Regions from separate parts of the Rattus norvegicus genome. Here region 2 is linked to region 1. Evidence: chromatin contacts called from public Hi-C data. All regions are on one chromosome and are shown on one strand. Each heading gives the region's core, a stretch centred on a gene start, on an enhancer-like site or on the middle of the called end of the contact. The rest is flanking DNA. Distances are from core to core; before and after follow the strand shown.

The links. Hi-C and Micro-C count contacts between places; a contact is called where the count stands out from the background.
Region 2: a Hi-C map of Schwann cells shows a contact between it and region 1, with 5 times the contacts expected there. The contact joins two enhancer-like sites. A contact is called at or near these places in 2 of 12 Hi-C or Micro-C datasets (the A7r5 cell line and Schwann cells).

Annotation. Positions count from the first base shown.
Region 1 is chr13:67,761,737-67,766,691 of GRCr8, reverse strand. The region is part of intron 1 of Nmnat2 (nicotinamide nucleotide adenylyltransferase 2); the gene reads right to left. Among named protein-coding and RNA genes, the nearest start is that of Nmnat2, 110 kb to the right of the region's middle. Within about 2 kb of position 3,066, at least 30 of the 93 cell types and tissues checked have an H3K27ac peak or open chromatin away from gene starts, as enhancers often do. A contact at or near this core is called in Schwann cells, where this site is marked.
Region 2 is chr13:68,106,365-68,111,319 of GRCr8, reverse strand. No RefSeq gene overlaps it. Among named protein-coding and RNA genes, the nearest start is that of Shcbp1l, 11 kb to the left of the region's middle. Within about 2 kb of position 2,024, at least 21 of the 93 cell types and tissues checked have an H3K27ac peak or open chromatin away from gene starts, as enhancers often do. A contact at or near this core is called in Schwann cells, where this site is marked.

The DNA.
Region 1 (4,955 bases), core at 1,817-4,316:
TAATAACCTCCTCAAGACAGAACAAACACAGCCAACCAGTATCCTGTTATTATACAACCAATATTGTATAGCACAGTGCTGCTTTAGCTGTTAGTTTGTGTATCCATACTCTAACTTTGCACAGCCACAGAATCGCTTGCCCACGCATTTCGTAGACCGTGTCCCCGTTAAATGACGTTAAGATTGCATGACGATAGAATCCAGTTTTGGTGCAGCTCATTACTTGCGTAGGTATGTTTTGTCGTGATTACGTATGATCTGGGTAAACTGTGTTTGCAGAACAAGTTAGTTTGCTCCACAGCATGACAGTGGCATACTGCACGCATGCGTGTGTGTGTGTGTGTGTGTGTGTGTGTGTGTGTACATGTGTGAAATAAGTGGCCACACTATCTCAAAAGGCAAGAGGAGACCCCAGAGAGCACAGTCATCTGTATACAGTCCAGCAGAAAGTAACATGCTTCCAGAAATAAATTTGCAGCAAGACAGACCATTTTCAGACTAATTTGAAGCCCCGCAGAGGTCATCTCTCCAGTGAACCATCTCAGCACTTTTTTAAGATAAAGTAGACACCTTTGACCTGGCAGTCTGGGGCATTGGCCCCATGTGACCCATGTTCCATTCTTCAAATGTAAAAGTTGGCCACTATGACTTTTTGCCTTAAGAGGGTTTTAATTAGGAGAGGAAGATGGAGGACTGGGTAAATCTGGAGCGTCCGGGGCTCAGACAGATGTTCTGAAACACATTTTTACGATGCTAGATTCTTCCTTCTAGTTGACTAAAGTCAGCCTGGCAAGCCAGGTCTTCCTATCTGTAGCTCAACTTCTGGTCCTTCAGGATCCTGGTTCTGCTTGCAAAAACTCCTCACAAGAAGCTGGGCCTGGAATTCTAGCACTTAAGAACATGGCCGTGGCTCTGAAACCTAACCAGACTGACTGTATATTGAGTTGGAGAGCAGTCTACGCATGAAAACCATGACTCGGAAGTTAACAAACAATGTATGGTGCATTCCTCTAGTCCCATCCCTCGGGAGGAAGAGACGAGCGGATCTCTGTGCCTTTGAGGCCAGCCTGATCTACAGAGTGAGTTCCGGGACAGCTAGGGCTACACAGAGAAACTCTATCTCAGAAAGAAAGAAAGAAAGAAAGAAAGAAAGAAAGAAAGAAAGAAAGAAAGAAAGAAAGAAAGATGGAAAGAAGGAAAGAAGGAAAGAAGGAAAGAAGGAAAGAAGGAAAGAAGGAAAGGGAAAATAAAGAAAAGTAAAGAAAGCTAACAAACAGGACAGAAATAAAAGCTCTCGAGGAGCCAGTGTGATGTCCCTCTAGTCCCAACACTCTGAACGTTGAACTGTCATCTAGCAAACTGTGTCTTCAGAATGCCTCAGACATGAAACCTTAACTACTTCTCCCTGCGTTAGGCCAGTTCAAATCAGGTGCGTTCAGTCTTCTCTGGTCTCCTCCGACCTCCAGTATTTTTCCTAAGAAGACTGGGAAGATTGTCCCTAAGAGGTTTCACACTCAACGTCCTTAGCCTGGGTTGGCTGAGGTTGGGAGCACATCTGGCAACACCCACAGATGTTCTGGGTTGTGGCAATATGGGTAGGTCCTGACACCTACCAGGTGCAGGCCAGGGATGCTGCTGAACATCCCGTAATAAACTGGACAGCACCCAGAGTAAAGAATTACCTGTTCCAAGGGGAGCCTGGCATCAGAGGCCTGTAATCCCAGCTACTCTGGAGGCTCGGCTGGGAAGACCTCATGTTCAAGGACAACCTGAACCACTCATGGACACCCTTTTCAAAGTTTACCTTTTTGAGTAAAAGAAGGGGCTGGCAATAGCATGCATAAGGCTCTGGGTTCAGTTCTGATGACCCTCGTCCCCCCTAAAAGTCCCAGTATGTCCATAATGTCACTGATTTGGACAAGACTCCTGTGCTGAGCCCCACTGACTAGACTTTAAGTTACTCACAGCAAAATTCCAAGTTTCCATGTCCTCCATGTTGCAAGCAGGTTGTTTATATGGCCTGAGAAAGGAGAGACAGGGGATCAAGTGCGTCCCCAAGCAGTAAGTTTGAGGCACACTCCCCTCACAGAAAAGGAAGTAGCCGTTGCCTGCCAGTTTTGACTCTTTCTCAATCTCCCTGTCTCTGTGCCACATTGAAACAACCCACCTCTCTCTCTCTCTCTCTCTCTCTCTCTCTCTCTCTCTCTCTCTCTCTCTCTCTCTCCCCTCCTCCTCCTCCTCCCTCCTTCTCCCTCCCTCTCTCTTTCTCTTCCTCCCCCTCCCCCTCTCTCTTCCCCTTCCCCTCCCTTTTTCTTCTTATTTTACCTTCATTTAGTGTTTTTCTGTTTTTCTGTCTATAATCCAACCTCATCTACTTAGCTCGTTATAATACTTCTTTTATTTTCTGAGTCAGAATGCTACTGGGTTCTGGAACTGAAAATAAGGCCAATTAACATCTGCAAATTGGGGCTAGCAAGATGACTCAGTTGGTAAAAGCTCTTGCAGTCGAGCTTAAGCATCCAAGTTGCATCCCCAGGACCCACGTGGTGGAAGGAAAGAACTGACCCCCACAAGGCAAACTGTCCTCTCACCTCCACAAGCTGCCGTAGCATGTGCACGTTCCCCCTATCCCCAGGCACATGATAAATAACATAGTGATGGTATTTCAGGAAAAAAAAGATTTTTAAATTGGTATAATTCTGTTCCTTGATGGATCCAAGGTTGATGAAGCCTGGGCTGGACGCACGAGGCAAAGGTTCGGCGGTAATAGTGTTATTTCAGGTGGAAGAAGTATGGCCGCAGAGGACGGGAATCACGGGGCCAGTATTTCACACTGCCCTGGTTTTAGCACAAAGAACGCTATTGGAAAAAGTGACCAAGCCAGGAACCAGCATGACAAATGCCCCTCCTGGTAAAGGTGTTTCCTTCACAGGGAGACTGTAGCGGCTCAGGGCTAAGGTCCCTGGGCAGTCTCCCAGCTCCGCAGGAAGGACTGTAAGCCGGGGACAAGCTCCCAGGCACCCGCTCCCCACCTCCTCCGGCTTCTTCACTGTCTAACAAGGCAGAGGCTAGTCTTCCGCCCGCCCCCAATGCTTCAGAAATCCTCCTGCTCTAACGGAGGAATGGTTTCTGTGGCCAGCAGCCACAGAGACGAGAGACCACAGTACGAGAGAATGAGCTGCCTAGGCCATTGCGGGTATCCCTGACTGAGGACCAGGAGAGACCCTTTCTCCACACAAGCCCTAATTAATTAATTGGTTCTTTATGAAGAGCTGTAAGGGGATAATTATGACCACCAGCAGCGAAAGGATTTTTAAGCAGTCTTGTATTTTCTAGATCCAGAATGTTACAAAACAACCAGGCGAAAACTTACTGCTCTGGCTCCCTGCCCTAATGCTGGTAAGGGTTTTATTTTTTCTCCTGGAAGTTCAAACAGCAAGGACCTCTTTGTACTTCTCGGCGGGGGGTGGACAAAGAGGATTGTCCCCAGCCCAGCATTAGGCAAGACCTCCTCTTCCTTCTCAGTGGGATCTGCTTTAGAGCCCAGATGACTGACAGCCGTGAAATCTAGTTTTGTTCCCAGTGCCTGAGAAATGACCCTCATCTAAGGTCCCCTCCTCATGCATACACACATCTCTCCTCACTGTCTGTCAAATTTAGCCATGATTAATTTAGAAGTTTATAAACACCATGAAATAGAAAAAGCAAAAAAAAATTTTTTTTCTAAGCATATCAGTTATATAGGCTTGGGTTTTTTTTTTTCTTTTCTTTTTTTGTTTGTTTGTTTTTAGCTCGAAAACAGACTTATTAAGGAAAAAATGAGAATGAACTCTCAAGATTGGGAGGATGCAAAGGGAGAGAAACCAGTAGCTTCTTTTATTTTATTCTTTTCAGACTTGGGCAAGGGAGGCGGCCCTACAGATCAATGCACTTGCTGTTGACCCTGTAACCTGAATTGGATCCCTGAGAGCCACAGGGTGGGAGGGGAAAACTGACTCTCACAAGTTCTACACACATGTACACCGTGTGTTCATGCACACACACAATATATATGTAATGAAAGTATAAAATTAATTTTTTTCACTTACAATTGAGTTACAGAAAGCATAGAGAGTTCTCTTAGTCTGTCCCACCCCTCCCCGACTACGTCTTATTTATTTATTTATTTAGTTAGTTTGTTTGTCTGCATGCAAACATGAAGGCACAAGCATGCATGCACTCATGCACATCACTGCAATAGAGGTCAGAGGACAGAGGTCTGCCTTGTGGGAATTCTTTCTCCTTGTGTGTCTTAGGGACAGAACTCAGGGCACCAGGCTTGGCTGCAAGGCCCCTTGCCCCCTGGAGCTATCCAAGATGGTCAGCCCAGTGCTGCCCACTTGCCGACCTCTTACCACATTGATTTCACTGACTTTGCTCCCACATCTTCATGTTATACTATTTGGTAGTGAGATATTCTCTCCCTCTCTCTCTTTCTCTCTCTCTCTTAATATTAAAATGTACATTTCCTGAGGTAAGAGACATATTTCTAACAGTTTATCTAATCCCCGTTTCTCCCTAAAGCCAGGGCCAACATTTACAAGTGGCTTAAAATCTGGGTCAGCAGAACGAGGTTCTGCCAAGGCTCTCCCAGTATAACTGGGTTCAAATCTTGACTCTCTTGCCTTCTGGCAATGTGACTCCAGGCACCTCGTGCAGATGATGCCAGCAGAGGATTTCTCAAGGGTCATTATGGGGACAAAAGGAGCCAAGCTGTGTATGACAGAGTGCTCCGTACCAACTTTGGGGAGGGTGTGGGGGCACAGTCTCTTTAGCACAGGCTGGCCTCAAGCCTGCAGATGATCTTGAACTCCTGGTACTTGGTTTTCACTTTCTGGGTGCTGGGATTATAGGTGTGTGCAACCACATCTGGTTTCCTTTTCATATTAATTTTCGACATTCCTCCAACCAGTATT
Region 2 (4,955 bases), core at 775-3,274, 350 kb before region 1:
GCAACACACACACACACACACCCCAATAATAATAAAAAGAAGATACATAAATATGTTATAAATATGTTATGGTAACATTATTAGTATCTTAGGATTTATATTGCTGTGATAAAACACCATGACCAAAAGCAACTGTGGAGAAAAGGGTTTATTTCAGTTTAGAATTCTCAGGTCGCTGAGTGAAATCGGGACAGGAACTCAAGACAGGAACCTGGAGGCAGGAACTGAAGCAGAAGCCGTGAAGGAGTGTTTGATTAGAAGTGCTTCCAGGGGGAGAATGAAAGTTTGTTGCCAGTGTCTGCACCACTGAACAAAACATCTCCCGTCAAACATTAAATGCTTATGGAGGGGTGTGTCCCCGTAAGCCCCCCCCCCTCGTGACATGGTGATGATGGTCTCTATTGTGTGCAGGTCCTCTCTCTACTCTGCATTCAAGGTTGTGACAGCCTTGTCAGGCAGGAAGCCACTCCCAGGCTTCCTCCAGCTCTTACATTCACTCTTCCCCCATTTCATGATGTTTCCTGCACCTTGGGAAGGTGGTATGTATGTCCCACCTATGACTGGGCCTTTAATGGTCATTTATTTACTCTTATCCTCTCCCCAGACAAAGTTTCCCCATGTAGCTCTCACTGTCCTGGAACTTGCTCTGTAGACCAGACTGGCCTGGGACTCTTCCGAGTAATTGGGATTAAAGATGTGCATGTGCCACTACCCCTGGGCCAGACATTTATTCTTACACCAAGTCTTTGCAGTCACCACAGACTGCACGGTCAGAAGGTTCTCTGACCAAAGCTGACGCCAGTGCTGGTCCTTGAACACAAATGTGGTTATTCAGAAAGCCATTTGACAGGCTCTGTAACTTCTTGTTTTGGTTTGTTTTTCAAGACGGGGTTTCTCTGTGTAACAGGAGCCCTGGCTGCCTTGGACTCACTTTGTAGACCAGGCTGGCCTCAAGCTCACAGAGATCTGCCTCCCTCTACCTCCCGAGTGCTGGGATTCAAGGGGTGCACCACCATGCCCAGCTGCTCAACGTTCTTAGTGGTAAAACCTACAGAGTGAAGCATGGTAAGCACTGTGGAGAATGGCAAATCCTGGAGGATGGTGGGGAAAGCTGGATGGCAGATATCTGGGGGGAAGACTCATCCCTAAGAAGACATTTTCATAAAGATTCAGAGAATGACAACAGGAAAATCTTGGGCTTTGGTTACCGCAAATATGAGGGGATTATTTTCCATCAGCAAGTCATCTGTAGGCACAAAAAACCACGAGGACATAAGGAACATAAAGTTTAGGGGCTTTAACATTAATATATTATTTTTAATATATTATTTACATTAAATTAAGTTATTAATATACCAAATATATTAATATATTTATTTTAACCTCCGCTATATGATAAAGCTTTTTTTTGCACCAGGATCTCAGGTAACCCAGGCTATCCCCAACTCCTTATGTAGCTGAGAATGACTTTGCATTTCTGAATCTCCACCTCCGGGGTGCTGAGATAAAATGATCTCCGGGACATTTTATTTGGTGCGGGGCATGGAGCCTCCACCAATCGAGCGACTCACCAAGCCCATGATAAAGTTGCATAAGGCTTATATTTTTCAGAAGACATAACAAGTGCACCTAGAGATTCAGGTATTTTGAAGTTTTGTTTGGTGGAAACTTGCTTTTTATTGTTTTGGAGATGTTACATGACAGAATATTGGGAAACGTGTTGGGATTTATTTTTTGTTTTTTTTTTTTCGAATACAAACTTTCAAAAACCTTTCCAATTAGCAAAGGATTCCTAAATAGTCTACTTTTCCCCGTACCGGCACATCAAGTTTCTTTCTTGCCCTTAACTCTGCCCAAACTCTATAAACAGATGTTCCTGGACTGTGGGATGCTACGTGTAGCTCCTTCATCTAACCACTGGGCGGCACTGGAGAGCTTTGGGGGCTGGTGCAAGCTCCAATCCCAAAGGGCTGGGCGCAGCCTGAAGCATTCCTGCTCCTCTGACTCAGAAGGCGGTGCAAGCTCAGACTTCTAAGCGCCAGCACTTTAACCTCGGGCTGGCTGTTTTGCTGAGGCTTCAGCCTTCGACGGCGTGTGCTGACCCCTCCATACTTGTTTAGCTTCCTCTTTCAGTTCTTTCCGAGACAAATACAGGTTTTAAATCTCATTCTATATAAACTACATAAAGGGCTCGCCGTACTGTTTGAGGGCACATGACACTAGAGGCAAGAAAGGACATAAACTAAATCTCTGACTACAGCTACCCCAGAGAAAAGCTAGCGGGCCCACGCGGGTCTTCATTGTCTGCAGGTTGCTCGTATTTCTGTCTTGATGGAAAGGGTCTCTAAGGTCGCCAGGTAATAAGTCTCGCATGGAAAAGAGCAGAAATTCCTAATAACTGGGAAAACACTCAGAAAAGTGGGAGAAGCCATCGAAGGAGCAACTGACGTCAACACACTCGCACGCACGCACCCAGACACTCAAGCACGCGCACTAAATATTTGAACACATAGGCAAACATAAGAAAAGGATAGGAAAACGTTAGACGTTATTCGGCTCTAGCCTCTGCAGAGGAGCGGTTGTATCACAGAGAGCACGGCTGTGGAAAGGAACTTCGTATTTCACCATCTATAATTCTATATTGCGGAACTGCTCTAGAGTAAAACTTTTGTTCAGCTCGTTTTTGTTTTGTTTTTCATTTTGAAACACGGTCTTGCTAGATTATCCGGTTTTCCTCAAAGCCAAAATCCTCCTGCCTCACGGTCCTCCGAGGGCTGGGATCTGGGGTGCGTGCTGCCATGCCTGTCCCCCGGGGATCGTACTCTTGTTTCATCTTCTTACCCTGGTAAAAATATCAGAAAATGAATGTTCATCACTCTACGATGTGTAATTATGGCATTTAAAGACGTTTTGGAGCAGCGGGAGACAGGCTTAGTGATAAGAGCATTTTCTGACCATAGAAGATCCCTGTTCAATACCCAGCACCCACGTGGGGCCACTAGCACCCAAGTGTCTGTAACTCCAGATCCAGAGGATCTGCCCTCTTCCGGTCTCTGAGTCTGCACTGACACGGACAAACCTACACTCAGATACACACAAACACAAACACACACAGCAACACACATACATAAATTTATTTTTTTAAATCTTTAAATAAAAAGCATTGGCAGGCAGAACGCTGTATATGTGATAAATAAATATTTTTTAAAAATGAAAAAGTAAAAAGGGTTATAAATCAGGTTACAGAACCTGCCTACCTTGTTGAAAGCCCCAGGTTCATTCACACAGCACAGGGGAGGGGGGATCAAATTGTAGCACTTTGTCTCAGTGTTGAAGCCTATTGAATTGTGTGGAAAGGGAAGAGAGTCATTGCACTGGAGGAAGTGAAGTGTTTCCCGGAGGGAAAGCCTTAGATAAGTCTGCTCTGTTCCTGATGCAGAACCCTAAGCCTGGAATTCCCAGGGAAGAGGCTGCCCAAGAGGACACGATGAGACAAATGCCTTTTGACCGGGAACCAGAGAACATCAGGATGCTTGTCAGTACAGACTCAAGGTTGACTATGTGAACACAGCCCACTGTTAGCTATACTAGCTATGAGAAATGTATTTGTCTTTCTCATATTCAACCAGGAATAGTGGTAGAACCCACTTCATTGGCCGGCCGTGATAATTAAGTGACTTAAAATGTTCAAAGACCTGAGAACCGTGATTGGTCCATAGGTGTGTTCAGACGATGCAGCCTGCTTCCCAGGTCAGTTGCAAAATGGAATTCTTAACTTACCTATCCTCAGTTACATGCACAGAACCACCAAAGACTCAGGCTGTGCCACAGAGAGATCACTTCTACACCACTTCAGGTGGTAATGCAAATCAATTTATTGGACCAGAAATAGAACGAGTCTGCATTAAAATATAAGAATTTGAAAATGATATATTAGAAATGCCCCCTTTCCGTTTCTTTCTTGTTTTCTTTTTCTTTGTCTTTTCTTTCTCTTTCTTTCTTTTCTTTTCCTGTGTGTGTGTGTGTGTGTGTGTGTGTGTGTGTGTGTTATGATAAAACACCATGATCAAGACAACTTAAGGAAGAAAGAGTTTATTTTGGCTTGTGGGTCCAGAGGGATAAGAGTATATGAGAGTACAGCAGAGGCATGGCAACCAAGAACTCACATCTTCCACATCTTCCAACCTCAGGGAGAGAGAGAGAGAGAGAGAGAGAGAGAGAGAGAGAGAGAGAGAGAGAGAGATTGTTCATGTGTGTCTTATATTCTGACCACACCCAAATGATAGCTATATCCTCCATCTTCTCTCCATTCCTGCCCGTCCTGTGCCTTTTCCCAATTGTCTTCTACTCAAACCCACGTAAGAGAGAAAACGTGATCTTTGTCCTTTTGAGTCTGGCTTCTTTGGGTTTATTCCCAGGAACGGTGTAGCGGACTCACAGGGTAGCTCTGTTTTCAGTCTCCTGAGGAACCTCCGTATTCACTAGTGAGTGGCTGGTTGCTCATTCTCACCATCAGTGCCCAAGGGGCCCTTTCCTCTGCATCCTCTCCAGCAGTTGTTATGAGGGCACATTGTGTGTGTGTGTGTGTGTGTGTGTGTGTGTGTGTGTGTGTGCGTGTGTGTGTACTGTATGTGGTTATTATTTATGTATGTGCATACATGCCTGTGTGCCGCCTGTGCACACGGATGAGCCTGCATGTGGAGGCCAGAGTTCCATATCAGATGTTTTCCTCGGCCTCGCTCCACCTTACGTTTTCAAGTCTCTGCTCGCTAAGCCTGGAGCTTGCCATCTTGCTAGACGAGTGAGAACGCCATGCTCTCTAGAGATCCTCAGCGAGAGTATAAATTTGATGGGCACACACGGGGGGAAAGAGGAGTAGGATCTTCTGAGCGGGCGTGGAGCAGCTCAGAGGTCAGAAAGGGTAGGAGGCAAGCCCCAGGCAGGTCCGTGTATGG